Regions from separate parts of the Mus musculus genome. Here region 1 is linked to region 2. A link is a contact called in public promoter capture Hi-C data. All regions are on one chromosome and are shown on one strand. Each heading gives the region's core, a stretch centred on a gene start, on an enhancer-like site or on the middle of the called end of the contact. The rest is flanking DNA. Distances are from core to core; before and after follow the strand shown.

What was found. Promoter capture Hi-C pulls out the DNA fragments that hold promoters and counts their contacts.
Region 1: a contact with region 2 is called in a promoter capture Hi-C map of cranial neural crest. The contact joins the enhancer-like site here to the promoter of Ptpn13 in region 2. A contact is called at or near these places in 4 of 39 promoter capture datasets (the HPC-7 cell line, cranial neural crest, liver and 1 more), 1 of 115 datasets of contacts at active chromatin or transcription factors (forebrain) and 3 of 9 other capture datasets (adipose tissue, macrophages and pancreatic islet).

Annotation. Positions count from the first base shown.
Region 1 is chr5:103,544,232-103,547,992 of GRCm38.p6, reverse strand. The region is part of intron 20 of Ptpn13 (protein tyrosine phosphatase, non-receptor type 13); the gene reads right to left. Among named protein-coding and RNA genes, the nearest start is that of Slc10a6, 83 kb to the left of the region's middle. Within about 2 kb of position 2,477, at least 3 of the 459 cell types and tissues checked have an H3K27ac peak or open chromatin away from gene starts, as enhancers often do.
Region 2 is chr5:103,422,955-103,426,731 of GRCm38.p6, reverse strand. It overlaps Ptpn13 (protein tyrosine phosphatase, non-receptor type 13), which reads right to left and starts at 1,540. Exons shown (of 48, transcript NM_011204.2): 1 at 1,196-1,540.

The sequences.
Region 1 (3,761 bases), core at 1,228-3,727, 120 kb before region 2:
GTCTTTATAACACTTGTCTGGTTAATAGTGTGTATGTGCGTGCATGCGTGCGTCGGTTTGGTGTTTGTGAGTGCATGTGTGTTTGTGTGTGTGCCCGTGCACATTCTCCCTATTTAGAAGCCACAGAGCCTGCTGATCCAAAGGTGCCTGACTGTGACTTCAGTACTTATTCTTCTATTCAGTTACTCTACTGTCTACTGTCTGTCTATTGGGGAGTGTTCCTGTCGCCGTTTATCATTAGGCTTTGGAGGAAATAAAACAAGGCACTGGCTGTGGCTATGAGAGCCAGCAGGACAGCAAGTGGGATGGCGCCAGACTGCTGCTGTCAGAAAAACACCCGTGTTGATAATAAAAGGGAAAAAAAATAATATCAGTCAAATAGCTGCGTTCCCAAAGCACGTGTCAGGCCTACAGAGTGATGCTAGGAAGTGCTGCAGCCTTGACAGAGGTGACAGCTTCTCCCTGGGTATCAATGGGGTGACAGAATAGGACGCCCCAAACAACTGCTCTGTCCTAAAACAGAGGGTCACAGAAGGTGAGGCGGGGCAACGCCTGGAGGTGAAAAGATGGGGAAAAGGGTAAGCTGGCCAGCAGGAGATGAAGGAGTACTGATCACACAAGGAGGCTCTGCCACCCTCCCGTTTCAGCCTCCTCGCTCCCTCAGCCTTGTGGTGTCTGCAGTGACAGGTCAGGACAGCCGGTGGGACCGCATGCAGGTGCCAGTACCTCAGCATATGCACCAGCTCAGTGTCTTTCCTCAGGTCTGTGCACATAGCTGATGCTCAACATACTTTTGTACTTGTTGTTCCTGAGGGAGCATCCATGCAAACTTCAAGTTATCTGCCTATAGGTTCTATTCAAGGTAGAGCTGGAGAATCTGTGAGGTAGATACTTAATTATGAAGACATTTCGGAGGCCTTTTAACTACATTAAGGCGAGTATAAATACCAGGAGGGCTTATTCCAAGATCCTTAAAATAATTATATTTTCCTATTAATATGTACCATACTACAGCAATTGCAACTACTTGTTAGTGAAAAAGAAACCTTAACTTGAAATGCCCAGTTCTTTACACAAAGCAAGCCTGTGTTATACCCAGTCATGTCTACGTAGGAGAGGGTGACAGGACTGTGTGTGAGGCCTCCTGACTAGGACATGCTTGTCTCCCAGGAGTTCCTGTGGATGCTGTGTGGTCTTCTATTGGAGGGTGTCAGATTTCATTACGGGTGGTTGTGAGCTACCATGTGGTTGCTGGGATTTGAACTCAGGACCTTTGGGAGAGCAGTCAGTACTCAATCACTGAGCCATCTCTCCAGCCCCCTATTTTTAAATTTCTATGTCGCATATTACATATTTTTTAAGGCAGTTGGGACCATATCCTGTCCATTGGATGTACACAGTCCGCACCCTGGAAATGTTTATCTACACTGAGTGAAATGGCCCTGTCTCTCCTCAGTTTACTTCTTATGCATCCAGTGAGTTTTTCTGTCTGCTCTGTTTTTATGCTCACTCTGGACTTTTATTTTAATTTTAACCTTCAGCTTTGTAGATATTCTAACTGAACCTTACAGGAAGACTAGCTTTAAATATTATAATTGTCCTTGATGTCAGGCTGAACACGGTATATTGTAGGATTTTATTTATTCTTGAACACTGTATTACTTAGCATTGGCCATGATAATTACCATGAAATTAGATAAAGTTAATTTCAGGTCCTGTACTATGTTACTCTGGACCAGAGTTATTTCTTTTCTTTATTGTTCCTGGGTTTTTTATTTTTCCTCCTCCTCCTCCTCCCTCTTCATCATCTTCTTTCTTCTTTTTTTCTGAGACTGGGTTTCTCTGTGTGGTTTGGTTGTCTTGGAACTTGCTCTGTAAATCAGGCTGGCCTCAAACTCATAGAGAGCTGCCTGCCCTTGGCTCCCAAATGCTGGGACTAAGGGTGTGCACCACCAGCAGCAGCTCTCACTAAAGTTTGAACCCCCTTTGGTTGAGCAGGTTCAGAAGGAATTGTGAAGAGAAAGATTAACTGAGTCCCTCCGTAAGCCAGGAGACTGGCTGGTGAGGCGAGGCTTCTAGAAATTCAAAGGGAGAAAGTTCTTACAGTTCATGGAGAGTTGGTACAAATTCACATTCTCGTCTATGAGAACTTAACTCAAAACACGTGTGTGCTATCATCACAGAGCACTTACTAGCAACCCTTTCCAAAGCTTGGCCCATGTACTAACAGTTAACAGTATCATGCCAGGAGGGGACCGGAACTTGGTCTATCTCTGCATTCAGATCACGGCTCCGCTGCTCTTCGGCTCTGCAGCCTTCTGCAGAGCTCATTTCTGGTTTCTCATTTGTGGAAAGGCCATAACATCAGCGCCCAGCAGACGGGAGTCTACGTGACAAGTTGGCTGAAGTCTTAGGATGGTGAAGGGCACAGCAAGCCCGCAGGGACTGTCAATGCAGATTATTACCGCTGTGGATGTGCTACAGCGAAATTATACAAGCTGCACAGACGCCAGACCTCAGTCCAGGCAAGAAGCCTAATTGTCAGCACCGTGCGCCCTGACCCCGGCCCATGCACATGCTCATTTAGCTTACGATAGCTATTTAGCTTACGATAGCTTTTCTGAGGACTGGTAATGGGGAAGGAATATACAAGCAACCCTCACCCCTTCTTCATTCCCCATGTGTACTGAAGACAGCATCTATAGTCTCTGAATCAACCATCTCCATTACACACTTTTTTTCCCTGAGTAACTGGCATGTTGATTTCTACTGGAGGGAATGAAACATGTATGCATTTCGGGGCTGGAAGTTTTGGCCACAGAAGCACAATTCCATATGGTCTAACCTTACTCCACAGAACAATTCTACATGGTCCAACCTTACTCCACAGCACAATTCTACATGGTCCAACCTTACTCCACAGCATAATTCCATATGGTCCAACCTTACTCCACAGCACAATTCTACATGGTCCAACCTTACTCCACAGCACAATTCTACATGGTCCAACCTTACTCCACAGCACAATTCTACATGGTCCAACCTTACTCCACAGCACAATTCCATATGGTCCAACCTTACTCCACAGCACAATTCTACATGGTCCAACCTTACTCCACAGCACAATTCTACATGGTCCAACCTTACTCCACAGCACAATTCCACATGGTCCAACCTTACTCCACAGCACAATTCCATATGGTCCAACCTTACTCCACAGCACAATTCTACATGGTCCAACCTTACTCCACAGCACAATTCTACATGGTCCAACCTTACTCCACAGCACAATTCTACATGGTCCAACCTTACTCCACAGCATGGTTCAACTTCACAATTTCCTTTTTTGCCTTTACTATCAGGAAAATTAGAACTAAATTTAGAGTCATCAAATTCAGCTATGTTATTATTTATATTATGTGCATGTGTGTCTATTTCTCTGTGGGTATTTGTCTGAGTACAGGTGCCCAAAAAGCCCAGAAAAGGGCATCAGATCCCCTGGAGTTGGAGCTACAGGCCTTTGTGAGCCACTGTGGGGTGCTGGAGACCAACTCCAGGTCCTCTGCAAGAACAAGGGCTCTAGCCAGCCGATGACATCACCAACTTTCCTTGCAAACCTCCTTCATTCTCACTAGGCTTTTCATTAACCCAGCTTTCCGGATTTAAGGGTAAGACTTGGAACAAAGTAATGTATAGGTAGATGCTAATGAAATATTTTTTTCCTACCCATAAAGCTGTTAGAAAGACCAAGTAAAATGTAA
Region 2 (3,777 bases), core at 291-2,790:
CCTTAATAGTTTCTACCTTTAAATTCTAATAGCTGCCTCCCTTCTCCCCACAGGTACTCCCTGGAAACCTGGAGACCATCAAATTTAGAACATGATGTTCCAAAAACACTGCAAAACACATGTGGGACTGGATGATACGATACGGTACTTATCTATTAATATATTAATTTACTGAGCCACTATCTTTATGAACTTAGTAAAAAAAAAAAATGCAAGTGAAAAATAACTTGTACCTCATCACCACTACTGGCAGCCAATGAAAATGAAGCAGGTTTTGACCCCGACCCTGCCAACCCGGTTCAAGAACTTGGGAAAATACCAACGCCTGTTTCATAATACAGGTACTTTTTTTCTTCCCGTCCTTTAATAAGCTCTCTAGACAGACCTTTTTAAATCTTCCTAATTAGTTAGCAGCGTCCTTCAACCCACATATCAGGTGTCCCACATTTTCTGTATGTCCCGCCTAGAAAACAAACCCGATTGCCCCATTTTCGGAAAGGTAAACTCAGCTCCAGGCAGCTACCTATGAAGTCACCGCGTTTGTTATTTCAAAGATGCAATTAAGCGAAAATGACAGAAGGTTGTCTAAAAGATTAGTCGCAAATACGGGGAGGTGTCGATCTTACACAGGGAAAGAAACCTGCACTCTGTGACTCGCTCCCATGTCTCCCCATCCTCGCTTCTCCAATACACAACAGAAGGAAATTAAATTTCCAAAGTTCCTTGACTTTGGCTTAACTTTTAACTTTGCAGCTCTCGGCGCTCACGTTATCGAGCAAAGTGGAGAAAAGAAAGGCTGGCCTGCAGCAGAGAGAAGCAAACTTTACTAGAGCCTGTCCCCGTCCCTACCCCCTTCTCGGAGCCCTTACACAGACACATTCTTCTGGGCGGCTTCTAACCACACCATGTCCACAATCATTTACAGAAATTAGAAACAGACTCCGGGAGCCCTTCCCACCGCGCGCTCGGCGCAAGGCTGTCCGCACCAGCTCCACGGGGCAGCGTCACTCGCTGTGGCCCACAGCCCGTCGCTCCCTCCCACTCGGGGGTCTCAGCCAGGATTAAACTGCAAGCAGCTCGCGCTCCCCGCCCTCGGCGCACCAGGGATGCCACCATCCGAACCGAGGGGAGCCGAAGAGACGTCCCAGAGGCCCGCACATCCCACCCCCCGGGTCCGGCCACGCGTGCTTCTTACCGGCGCGTGGGGAGCCCCGGTGCGGCGACCGGAGCGCAGCGCGCGGGCACCGAGAGCCGCCGCCTCTTCTTCCCCGAGCTGCTTCGGGCGTGCGCAGAGAGGGTCGGCGGCGACAGAAGCAGCATCGCCGGGCGGCGACCCCCGCCGAGCTCCCGCCCGCCCGCCGCGACTTCGCAGCGCCTCAACGACGGCCGCCCGCGCGCGGCGCTGTCCAGGAGGCTGAGGCGGACGGGAGAGCCGGGGAGCGCTGCTCGGCAGCGGCGCGGAGACCTCGGAGAACTGTGACCATGGTGTGTCACCCTCGCCGCGGCGCGCCCGGCCCAGCTCCTCACGGCGCGCAGCTCCTCCTCGGCCCGACGCATCGGCCCCGCCCCTTGCCCTGTCAGTCAACCCCGCCCGCGCGCGGACAGGACCGCAGGTCCGGGACCCTGCACTCCGCTTCTCCCCATTGGTCCGCCAGGAGCCCCACCCCGCCTCCTCCCTTGGGACCGAGTCTCTGGGGAGACCTGCGCCCCGGTTGCCATGACAACCGGTGCCTTGGGTCGGGCTCCTCACTCTTCTTTTGGCCCCGCGCTGGGGTCGAGGGCGCCAGGGCAGGGTTCTGCTGTGTGCACTCTCCACTGTGCAGACTTGGGGATGAAGCCTCTTGGGCTCCCCCAACTTCAGACCCAGAACTTTCCGAAACGCGCGAGGAAGAGTGACAGACGCGAAGCTGCCGGCCCCTCCCCCTCCTCGCAGCCTTGCTCCCAGATTCTCTCCGGGCGACCCAGGCAATGAAAGAAGGTGGAGAGAGAGGGAACGTCGCCCTGCCAGCTCCCCCAGCTACACAGCAACCGAGAAATGGTGTGGGCAGTGAATCGGCTCCGCCGGGTTCCCACAGCTGTGAAGAGACTTTCAAAGGTGTGCTGCGACAGCACAGCCTCAAAGATCCCCCCGGAAAACTCAAATACTCGCGTTTTCGTGAGAAACAAGATTTTTGCCCTGATATTTTGTGAACTTGGCAACCCCAGCGTTAAAAGTTTTACGGTAAAACCACCTAATTGATAAACCATTTCTTTAAACACACAACAGCTTGGCGAAGGTGTATCCTCGTAGCGATTTCTTTCCTGCAAACTAAAACATTCTAAGTTCAATTATTTGCAAGGAAACCTTGCAGAATTCACGAGCAGAATAGCATCTTGTAATGTGGGTTTTAAAGGGTTTTTTGCTATCGTTCTCTTTGGTGCTATATAAGGTTACTAATACATTCAGTAACACATACAGGGTTAATTTTGTCTGAGATCCTATATGGACCTTTATTTACTTTAAGGATCTCCTCAAAATGGAGAGAAGAGGCTCGTCTGGCTTCTCCGGGCAAGCTGCAATCCCAGGTTCCCCAGCCCCTGAGGCTTTGGTACAGGTGTGATGAATGAGGGAATTAATTAATGATTTACCTTTGGCTACTATTTGAGTTTTCATTATCTCATTTACTAAATGAATAGCTGTGATGGATGTCTTCAAATATGCCTTGCACGTACGCACTGAATGGCATCTCTCTAACTCCATGGAAAACGAGAGCAGAAACCCAAATCCCTGTCCTCAAGGAGTCAAACATGGAGCCTGAGGGAGAAAGCTAGCCCTCCAGGAACAATCTGAAACCTGGGACCAAAAGGTTTAGCCAGTACAGCAGCAAAGGCATACCAATGGAGGAGGGGAACTTAATCTGGACTTTAAGAACGGAGCTAAATTGAGGGAGAGCAGCTAAGGGGAACCACCACAGAAAACTAGAGAGCAGCAGGAGGTCAGAAAACAACAGTGAGCAGGGCCGGCCTGTGGGAGTGGAGACAGAGAAGACTTGTAGCCCTTCCCCCAGTTTTGAAAGTTCCGGCTCATTTATCAGGGAGGTAAGATAGGGAGAGGCCTGTTTAGAGGAACAAAAACGGAATACTTGCCTGCTTGCCACTGAAAGAAAATTGATACAGTTATTTGAAGGAAAGAAACCATCCATAAAGCTTGCAATGGCTTGTGATCTGTCAGAAAGAAGGTAGAAACAGTACAGAGAGAATGGTGGCTGTAAACTTCCCCAAAAAAAAAAAAAAAAAAAAAAAAAAAAAAAAAAAAAAAAAAAAAGATAAGCTATACTGTTGTGAGCCATTTCTTTTCTTTTGCATGAAGCCACTTCAGGTGGCTGCCCTCGGGCTTCTTTCTATAGTAATCCCCTGTTTGGGAGAAGCTGAATGGCTCGCTTAAAAATAAAACCAGAAACACAAAAGAGAAACCTACAAGCTAATCTGTTTGAACATACTGTAGTTTGTAGTTTTTTAAACAAAGAAAGAAAATACTAATAAACAGGACCATGAACCATCTTACAAGTGATATGACACATTTAAGAGGAATTATTTTATGTCTATAGAAAGAGTCCAGTAATAGAAAAAAGTTATATAATTGACTATGTTCCTAGGTCAAAGGAGACAATAGTATACGTGACAAGTGATGCTGATAATTCTTGTAATATCCAGCAGTACTCTTAATAAAAAGTTTACTTTGAAAAAGATAATTTTTTAAAATAGCTGTTTTACAACAAAGCCAGCAATGTGCATTAT